Linked DNA regions of Sus scrofa: region 1 is linked to region 2. The links are chromatin contacts, called in public Hi-C maps. All regions are on one chromosome and are shown on one strand. The core of a region is the stretch at or near the end of the contact, and the rest is flanking DNA. Distances in the headings are between cores, read along the strand shown.

Evidence for each region. A called contact is a pair of places that touch in the nucleus more often than the background predicts.
Region 1: a contact with region 2 is called in a Hi-C map of retroperitoneal adipose tissue, with 1.5 times the contacts expected there. The contact joins the promoter of CMTM2 here to the promoter of LOC110260929 in region 2. A contact is called at or near these places in 1 of 47 Hi-C or Micro-C datasets (retroperitoneal adipose tissue) and 1 of 2 datasets of contacts at active chromatin or transcription factors (alveolar macrophages).

What each region holds. Positions count from the first base shown.
Region 1 is chr6:27,279,787-27,283,745 of Sscrofa11.1, forward strand. It overlaps CMTM2 (CKLF-like MARVEL transmembrane domain-containing protein 2), which reads left to right and starts at 2,023. Exons shown (of 3, transcript XM_021094003.1): 1 at 2,023-2,541. The coding sequence starts at 2,284. LOC110260932 reads left to right here. Exons shown (of 3, transcript XM_021094001.1): 3 at 1,466-1,871. The coding sequence ends at 1,768.
Region 2 is chr6:27,216,382-27,220,020 of Sscrofa11.1, forward strand. LOC110260929 reads left to right here and starts at 1,545. Exons shown (of 2, transcript XM_021093983.1): 1 at 1,545-3,073. The coding sequence starts at 2,564. It overlaps BEAN1 (protein BEAN1), which reads left to right. Exons shown (of 5, transcript XM_021093984.1): 5 at 1-1,368.

The DNA.
Region 1 (3,959 bases), core at 773-3,272, 64 kb after region 2:
GTGACCTACACCACAGCTCACGGCAACACTGGATCCTTAACCCACTGAGCAAGGCCAGGGACCAAACCTGCAACTTCATGGTTCCTAGTCGGATTCGTTAACCACTGAGCAATGCCAGGGACCAAACCTGCAACTTCATGGTTCCTAGTCGGATTCGTTAACCACTGAGCCATGGCAGGAACTCCAAGATTTACATTTTTAAATCTCGGAGAAAGAATGATTGTGGGGGTCGGGGGGGAGAAAGTGCGTTGTCGCAAGTGAGTGACTCAGCCCATTTAGGAAGGAAGTTCCCACTCCAGGCCAGGCACATTCTGTTTTAATCTGTACAACTCTCATTTTTACAGATATGGGAATGAGGTTAAATACATTACTCTGGGTCACAAGGCTGGAACAAATCTTCATCACAGGAAGAGCACAGGAAATGGCAGATTAAATGCTTGGAAGACAGGGGGTGGAGAGTGGGGTGGGCGGCCTTAATCCAAGAAGTTAAGCAAAAGGAACAGAAATTAATCCAGAAAAAAAAAGTTTCAATTCTTTGAATTCATTTCATAATCAGTAAGTATTTGCCAATCCCATTGGGCTGTGCCAGGCCTGAGCTTAGTGCTGGGAATACAGTCCCTACCCCCTGAGGGAGCTCACAGATTAGCTAGAGCAAGACCTACCTAGGAAAAGTTCATGAAAGCAGCCAGGAATTAAGTGACCATAAGAAGACACACCAGGCAGGCAGGAGCCAGGGAGCACTTGGAATCTCAGGTGTTGTCGGCCGCTGACCCCCATCTATTAACTGAGCAGCCAAGTCTTCTCATTTTTGCCAGAAGCTCCCACCCCTTGGTCTCCATCAGTTATTACCTGGATGGCAGGAACCCCGAAGGCCCCTCACTGGTCTCCCCTCCACCAGCATGGTTCACTTTCCATTCATCTCCTAACAGACAAGTGGGCTTTCTGAGTGTGGAATCTCATCTCTCCTCTTGATCAAGTCGCAGATCCTGCACCTCTCCAGCCTCAACTCTGTCCCCTCACCCCACACCCAGGTCTCAGCCACCCCAGATTCCTTGGAGACCTCCTCCAGTACTTGGAGTTCCCCTCCTCCTAGTTGGTCCCCTTGGAAACTCTTTCTTGCCCTTTTGAACATAACCCAAGAGTCCTTTCCACTAAGGGACCCCTCAGGACCCCAGTGCCACTTGGAGCCTCCTAAAATCAGTACCCTTCTCTGGTCCTGGTGCCTCTGGGCTCACACGAAGTCGTCACTGGCAGAAAAGCCCATTTCCCAAATCCCTTTCTCTAGGAAAGACAGATGGGCTGCAGCAGCCAACAGGGCAGACATCAAGAAGGTGGTAGTGGGTCGGAGACTGACAGGAGGCTGCCCGCAGCCACCTCCCCCAGCCCCCACGGGTTTGGGGGACAGGTGGCTGTGGAGCTGCAAAGTAACCCCACCTTCCTTCCATTCTGCTCTTGTGCCTGACAGACCCTGTGTCTCACAGCTGCAATCGTGTGTCTCATCGACGCGACTGTGGTCACCAAGACGATGAGGAAGAACATGAAAAAAGCCCTGGGAATCGACACCGAAGCCAATCCCCCCTCGACCTCAAAACCCAACCCTACCGCAAAGGTACCCAAAACGGGAGGCCCAAACGCACCTACAAGGACAACCGTGAAGCTACACAGCTGGTCAGGTGTGAGGGCACCCTCGCAGGCCGGAGGGTCGAGAACCTGGAAAGCACCCTCGCGAGCAGCCTCGATTTCTCCCTCCCTCCACTCGAACCAGTGAGCTCGCATGCTGTCACCCACTTCTGCCAACGCGGATCATAAAATCAGTGCTGCTAAACCGTGTTGCCTGTGTAAAAGTCGAGTTACATTTCCAGGCGCGTGCCGATGCGCCCGCCAGGCTCTGGGCGCGGCTGCCCCAGGAGGCCACGGTTCCAGCCCACCCGACCCGAAGGCGGGAGCGGAGGCTGCAGCCCCGGTGCTAGGCGGCCCCGGGACCTGGCGCGGAGGCGGGACCACAGCGGAAGCTGGGGTGGGGGTGGGGGCTCCCCCGCGGAGGGTGGGCGGCCCTGCCACCCGCGCTCCGGCGGCCCAGCCCTGCGCCCAGGGGACACTCGCGTGGGGAGATGGGCGCGCGCAGCGAGGGCGCCAGGCGTTAGCATTCGCTGGTCCTGGCCGTTGGCTGAGCACGGCCTCCAAGCAGGTCGGTGGGCATCAGGATCGCTCAGAGGCCAGGCCCGGCCGGGGACAGCAGGTGAAAGTAGGGAGGCCGTGAGACGCTGAGAACGCCCGTGCGAGATGGCAGACAAGGGCAAAAAGGGCCCCGCCGCCGAGCCCGCCGCCGCCGCCGCCGCCGCCGCCCCTGCCGCCGCCCCCGCCGCCGCCCCCGCTGGAGCAGCCACAGAGGCCCCAAAGCCTGAAGAGAAGAAAAAGTCGGAGCAGCCCAAGGATGAAGTGGGAACGAGAAAAGGGTGTCGCCGCTACAGGTGGGAACTCAAGGACAGCAATCGAGAGTTCTGGGTTATGGGGCACGCCGAGGTCAAGATCCTGAGCTTGGTGAGTTGAGCCGGTGTCCCCCAGGGCTGGGGGCGGGGAGGGGGCGGGGGGCGGGGTCGTGTCGGAGGAAGAAAGAGAACGAAGCCTCCCCGGGGGCTCCCAGAGAGACGGAACCCTTTGCCTTGGCTCAAGCACGCTTCTTCTGGCAGGGTTGCCTAATAGGTTCGCTGATAATGTTCACCGGGATCTCTATACACCCCATCCTGACCCTCATCATCACCATGGAGATATCCATCTTTGTCTTCTTCATCATTATCTACAGCTTCGCCATCCACAGATACCTGCCCTTCATCCTGTGGCCCATTTTTGTAAGTGAGGGATGGTGGGGAGTGCCTGAGCCTGGTGTGCATTATTGCATGGGTTATTTGTGCCCGGGGCCTGGGCTCAGCACTTTGGAGTAAGGCCAGAGCAGGGGCCACTGAAGTTAGGTAGAAAAGGCTTCCAAAAAGCCCATCTTGTGGGTGGAGGGCCTCTTTCCTCCTTGGTAGTCAAACAAGGAGGTCTTTGCTTTCCTGAGGCTTTCTCTCTTTAGGAGCAGGGGAAGTGTCGCAACCAGCAGTTCCCTTCAACCCTTGTGCCAGCTTACACCTGACTGGAAAGATCACTGAAAAGGTACCCCATCCCCGGAATTCAAAGAAAAAAAATCAGTAATATAAAATAGATTAAAAAAAAAAGTCACTTCTCAAGCAGTCTCAGATCTCCAGTGACTATGCCTGTAAGGGATAGTCATGCCACGGGGATGAGATTGAGCTGGGCAAGTGACTTCACTACTCCTAGACTCTGTTTTCTCCTCTGTAACAAGAAGACAGTAATAAGCTTGTGTGAGATTGTTCCTGAGAAGTAACAGTGAAGTGCTTGATGCAGTGCCTGAGCGCTCATGCATGTGAATCCCTGCCCATTACCTGCGTCATCACAGAGTTTACCTACCTAGCTCCCAAGTAACCTCCAGTGCCTTGTGCATTTGCACATTCACAGCATGCATCTAGAGCCCTATGCTCACTGTTCCACTGGCCTTATACTTAAAAAGGGTTCAGAAAGGCCAGGTCACTTGCCCCCAGGTAACTCATGTAGCGAGTGGCAGAAAAAGGAGTCAAGCCCAGCGTCATCAGTAGAGTCTGAGTCCCAAACTATACCCTGTCCTGCCTCCTTGTTAAAAGTTATGAGGGTCGAGGGATCCATAGATCTAAGTGAGGTAGATGAGGACTCCCAGTGTCGAGAGAAAGGAGAAGAGGGTCATGTAAAACTCTAGCCAAAGGGATGAGCAGAGGACACAGCGAAGGGACAGGCAGAGAGTTCCCAGCCGTGGTGCTTGAGAAGCGCCGTTTAGTTCCAGCAAGATGAAACGTCGATGCAACCGGAAAGTCCTCCTGCTGTACTGACCTAAAACTACTACAGGGAATGAAAACACGGTTGCCTTA
Region 2 (3,639 bases), core at 295-2,794:
CCCAACCTGAACCACCGCACCCCGACATCCAGTTCCAACACCACACTTAGGATCCCACTGGCCCAGGGGGACTGTTGGGCTCGGTATTTACTGCCTCTTCCATCTCCAACATGCCTTGTGTCCACTGCGACATGCAATGGCCTGTCCACCTATAAAGCCACATCCACAGTCTTTGTGCACATTGCTACACAGAGACCTGTGCACACTCCCACATGGAGACTGGCCACCTCTCTCCACCAGGGGCTGGAGGGGCTGGACCAAGGGGGGGCTCGCTGGACAGCAAGGCCATGAAGGCCCCAAGGAGACAGGACCTGAAGGCAAATTCCCAGGACAATGGGAGCGGGGCAGGAGGTGGGGGGCAGGACCAGACCCTGGGATAGGATGTGGGTACAAGGGGTTAATGGGGGAGGAGACCCCAGGAGCACTACCAGGGAGGGGGCAGTGAAACCAGGAAGGGAGGAAGCGTGTGCAGCATGTCATCAAACAGGTTGCCGCCACGGGCAACTCCACGAGAACGAGCAGAGCACACCTCTGTTAACCGCCTGAGGGAGATGGATCACTCACACAGCGGCTCTCACACTCAAAGGTCATTGAGGCTGTTCCCCAGAGAATGTTAATCCCTGCCCTTTGTGCACCAAGTGGGCTCTTCTAGCCAAATAAAGTCTTCAGACAGGGGCGCTGCAGCTGCTGGCTGATGAGGCCACTGCCACGGGCCGGGCACGTTCCAAGGCCTGTGGACAGAGCGCCCATGGCATCCGCCACATGTGAGCAGCAGGAATCACCCGAGAGGAGGAGGGAAGGTGGCTACAAAGCCCGGTTCCAGTCCTGGGGGCCCCTGTGACCTTGGGCCAGACCCTTCCCTTCTCTGGGCCTCAGAACATCCCCCATCAGCCCACCCTAAGCCAAAGCAGCCCCTGCAAATCTCCAGCATCCTCTATCCTCCTTCTGCCCCTGCCTTATCCCCAAAGCAAGTCACTCTGGCAGGCAGAGAAAGCAGGCTCTCACCAAGCCAGCCACTCCCTGAGGGCCCAGGAAGTGTGACTAACGAGATAGTTCAAGAGACTGCAGTGGCCCCAAGTGGAGGAGGCAGGCCCTGGAGCAGCCGGGCTGACCGGTGCACAAGACGCCACAGAAGGGAATGGATCCAGGCACCCTGCCAGCGTTCCCCCATGATCCTGGGCAACCCTGGAGAGACAGGGACGGAAGGCAGTTCGCAGTCACGATGGGCTTCCCAGCAGCTGAGGACTAGGGTGTCCAGAAGGAGTGAAGCGGTTAAGTCAACAAGTAACCAAAAGAGGAGTTCCCGTAATGGCTTAGTGGTTAACGAAACCAACTAGCATCCATGAGGACACGGGTTCAATCCCTGGCCTCACTCAGTGGGTTAAGGATCCGGCATTGGTGAGCTGTGGTGTAGGTCGCAGACGCAGCTCAGATCCCATGTTGCTGTGGCTGTGGTGTAGGCCGGCAGCTACAGCTGCGAATGGATCCCTAGCCTGGGAACATGCATATGCCGCAGGTGTGGCCCGAAAAACAGACCAAAAAAAAAAAAAAAAAAAAAAGCAACTAAAAGCAAGAGAAGAATCATATATTGTTGAATTGTGTGTACCACTTTGTGAAATGTTAACAATTCCACACCCCTCCTCAGGGAGCAAATGAGGCCAGAGAGAGATCATTTAAACCCTTTGGTTTCAGATCCCCTGCCCTACCCCATGGTCTAGTGACCACCCTTCAAGATGACTCAACGGCCTGGAACCCATCCCCAAACCTGCCACTCCTGTTGGGTGCTCCTGCAAGTCTTCGGTATTAAGGAAAAGCAGAGCCTTGGCTATCAGACAGACTTGGTGTAGTCTGCTGAAAACAGCCCCACAAAGACGGCCAGGCCCTAATCCCAGAACCTGTGAGTATGTCACCTTCCTTGGCAAAGGGACTTTGAAGGTGTGATTAGGTTAAGAAGGCCCTTGAGATGAGGTCATTAGCCTGAGCTGTCCAGGTGGGCCCAGGAGAAGCACAGAGGTCCTATGAGAGGGAGGCCACAGGGTCAAAGGAGGAGAAAAGAAACTGAAGCAGAGACAGGAGAGAGATTGCGCAATGCTACAGAGCTGGCTCTGAACATGGAGGAAGGGGCCACAAGCCAAGGACTGCGGGGGCTCCAGCAGGTACAAAAGGCGAGGAAATGGCTTCTTCCCTAGAAGCTCCAAAAGGAACCGGCCCAACCATGACATGGGGCTTCTCACCTCTAGAATTATAATTAAGTTGTGTTATTTTAAGCCATTAAATTTACAGTAATTCATTACAAGCAGCAATAAGAAACTCCTGTCCTTGGGCTCCCATCCCAGCTCTTGCTCTCGCTGCCTTGGTCTCCTCATTCATAAATAGGAGGAAGGGGCACTTGCGATGGACAAGGGCCTCTCTGGCTCTCTCTGGCCCCAGGCTGTGACAATGCCAAACGTCCAGCAGCACCCATGTGGCGTGTGGAGGATGCAGGCACCAGTGCACTTCCCCATTTGCTCTGGAGGCGAGGCGAGGATCCGGCCTGACCTTGACTCTGCTGCACTGGGAGGAGATGAGCAGAACCCCAGCCACTTCCAGAGTAACAAGCAGCCACCCTGCACAGCTTTCTCTTTTGCTCGCACCACTTCCTCCTCGGCTTCCTGACTCAGCTGGGGGATGGGACAGAGGCGGGCTGGCCTGGGCAGCCCAGAGGACTCTCATCCAGCCCCTCAGCGCCACCATGAGTGGGTCCCGACTCCCAGGCCCAGACAGGGGTGCTCCTGAACCCCTCCTGGATGACCTCATCGGCTACTACACGGACAGGGCAGAGGAGGGCCAGCTCAGGGTCTGCAGGCAAGCAGCCCTCATCCGCAGGGCCCAGCAGCTCCTGGGCATGCGGGCCCCGCCCCAGCTCTGTCTGCCGGAGGATGTGGCCCCTGACCTGGAGCCCCCTCACTCGCAGGGGGCTCCCAGCTCTGCCCAGCACATCTGCCACAAACTGGTGCGCGCACTGGAATTCCTGGAGCTGATCTCTGTCAACCTACTTCTGTCTCCCGGGAGGAAGGAAATCAGGTCCCTGAAGGTAGGCAGCGCCAGCCCCGAGCGAGGGGGTCTTGGGAGGGGCCAGGGCTCTGCTTTTGGGGGGGACGGTGGGTCTATCATGCCCACTGACTTCAGCCCCTTTTTACAGTTGGAGAAACTGAGGGCTGAAGAGGTTACTACAGCTTGTCTATGGTCTAAGAAGCAGCCCAGACAGGACCCAAACTCAGGCAGTGCAGCCCCTGACCGCTAGGCTGTACCACCTCGCTAAGGAGTCGGTACAAGGAGCTCGTAAGAAGCAAGGGAAGTTCCTGCTGTGTAGCACAGGGAACTACAACTGGTCACTTGGGATGGAACATGACGGAGCATAATGTGAGAAAAAGAATATATACATGTGTGACTGGGTCAAGTGCTGTACAATAGAAATTGACAGACACTGTAAATCAACTATAATGGAAAAAACAAAAATCTTAAAAAAAAAAAAAAAAAAAGCAGCAGCAAGGGAAAGACTTTGGCTGGGGAGGGCCACTGGAAAGGCTCCATGTCTTCTCGCTCCAGGCCAGTGCTGCTAGGTGGGGAACCAGGACACTGGCCCGCTCGGTCCTTCTC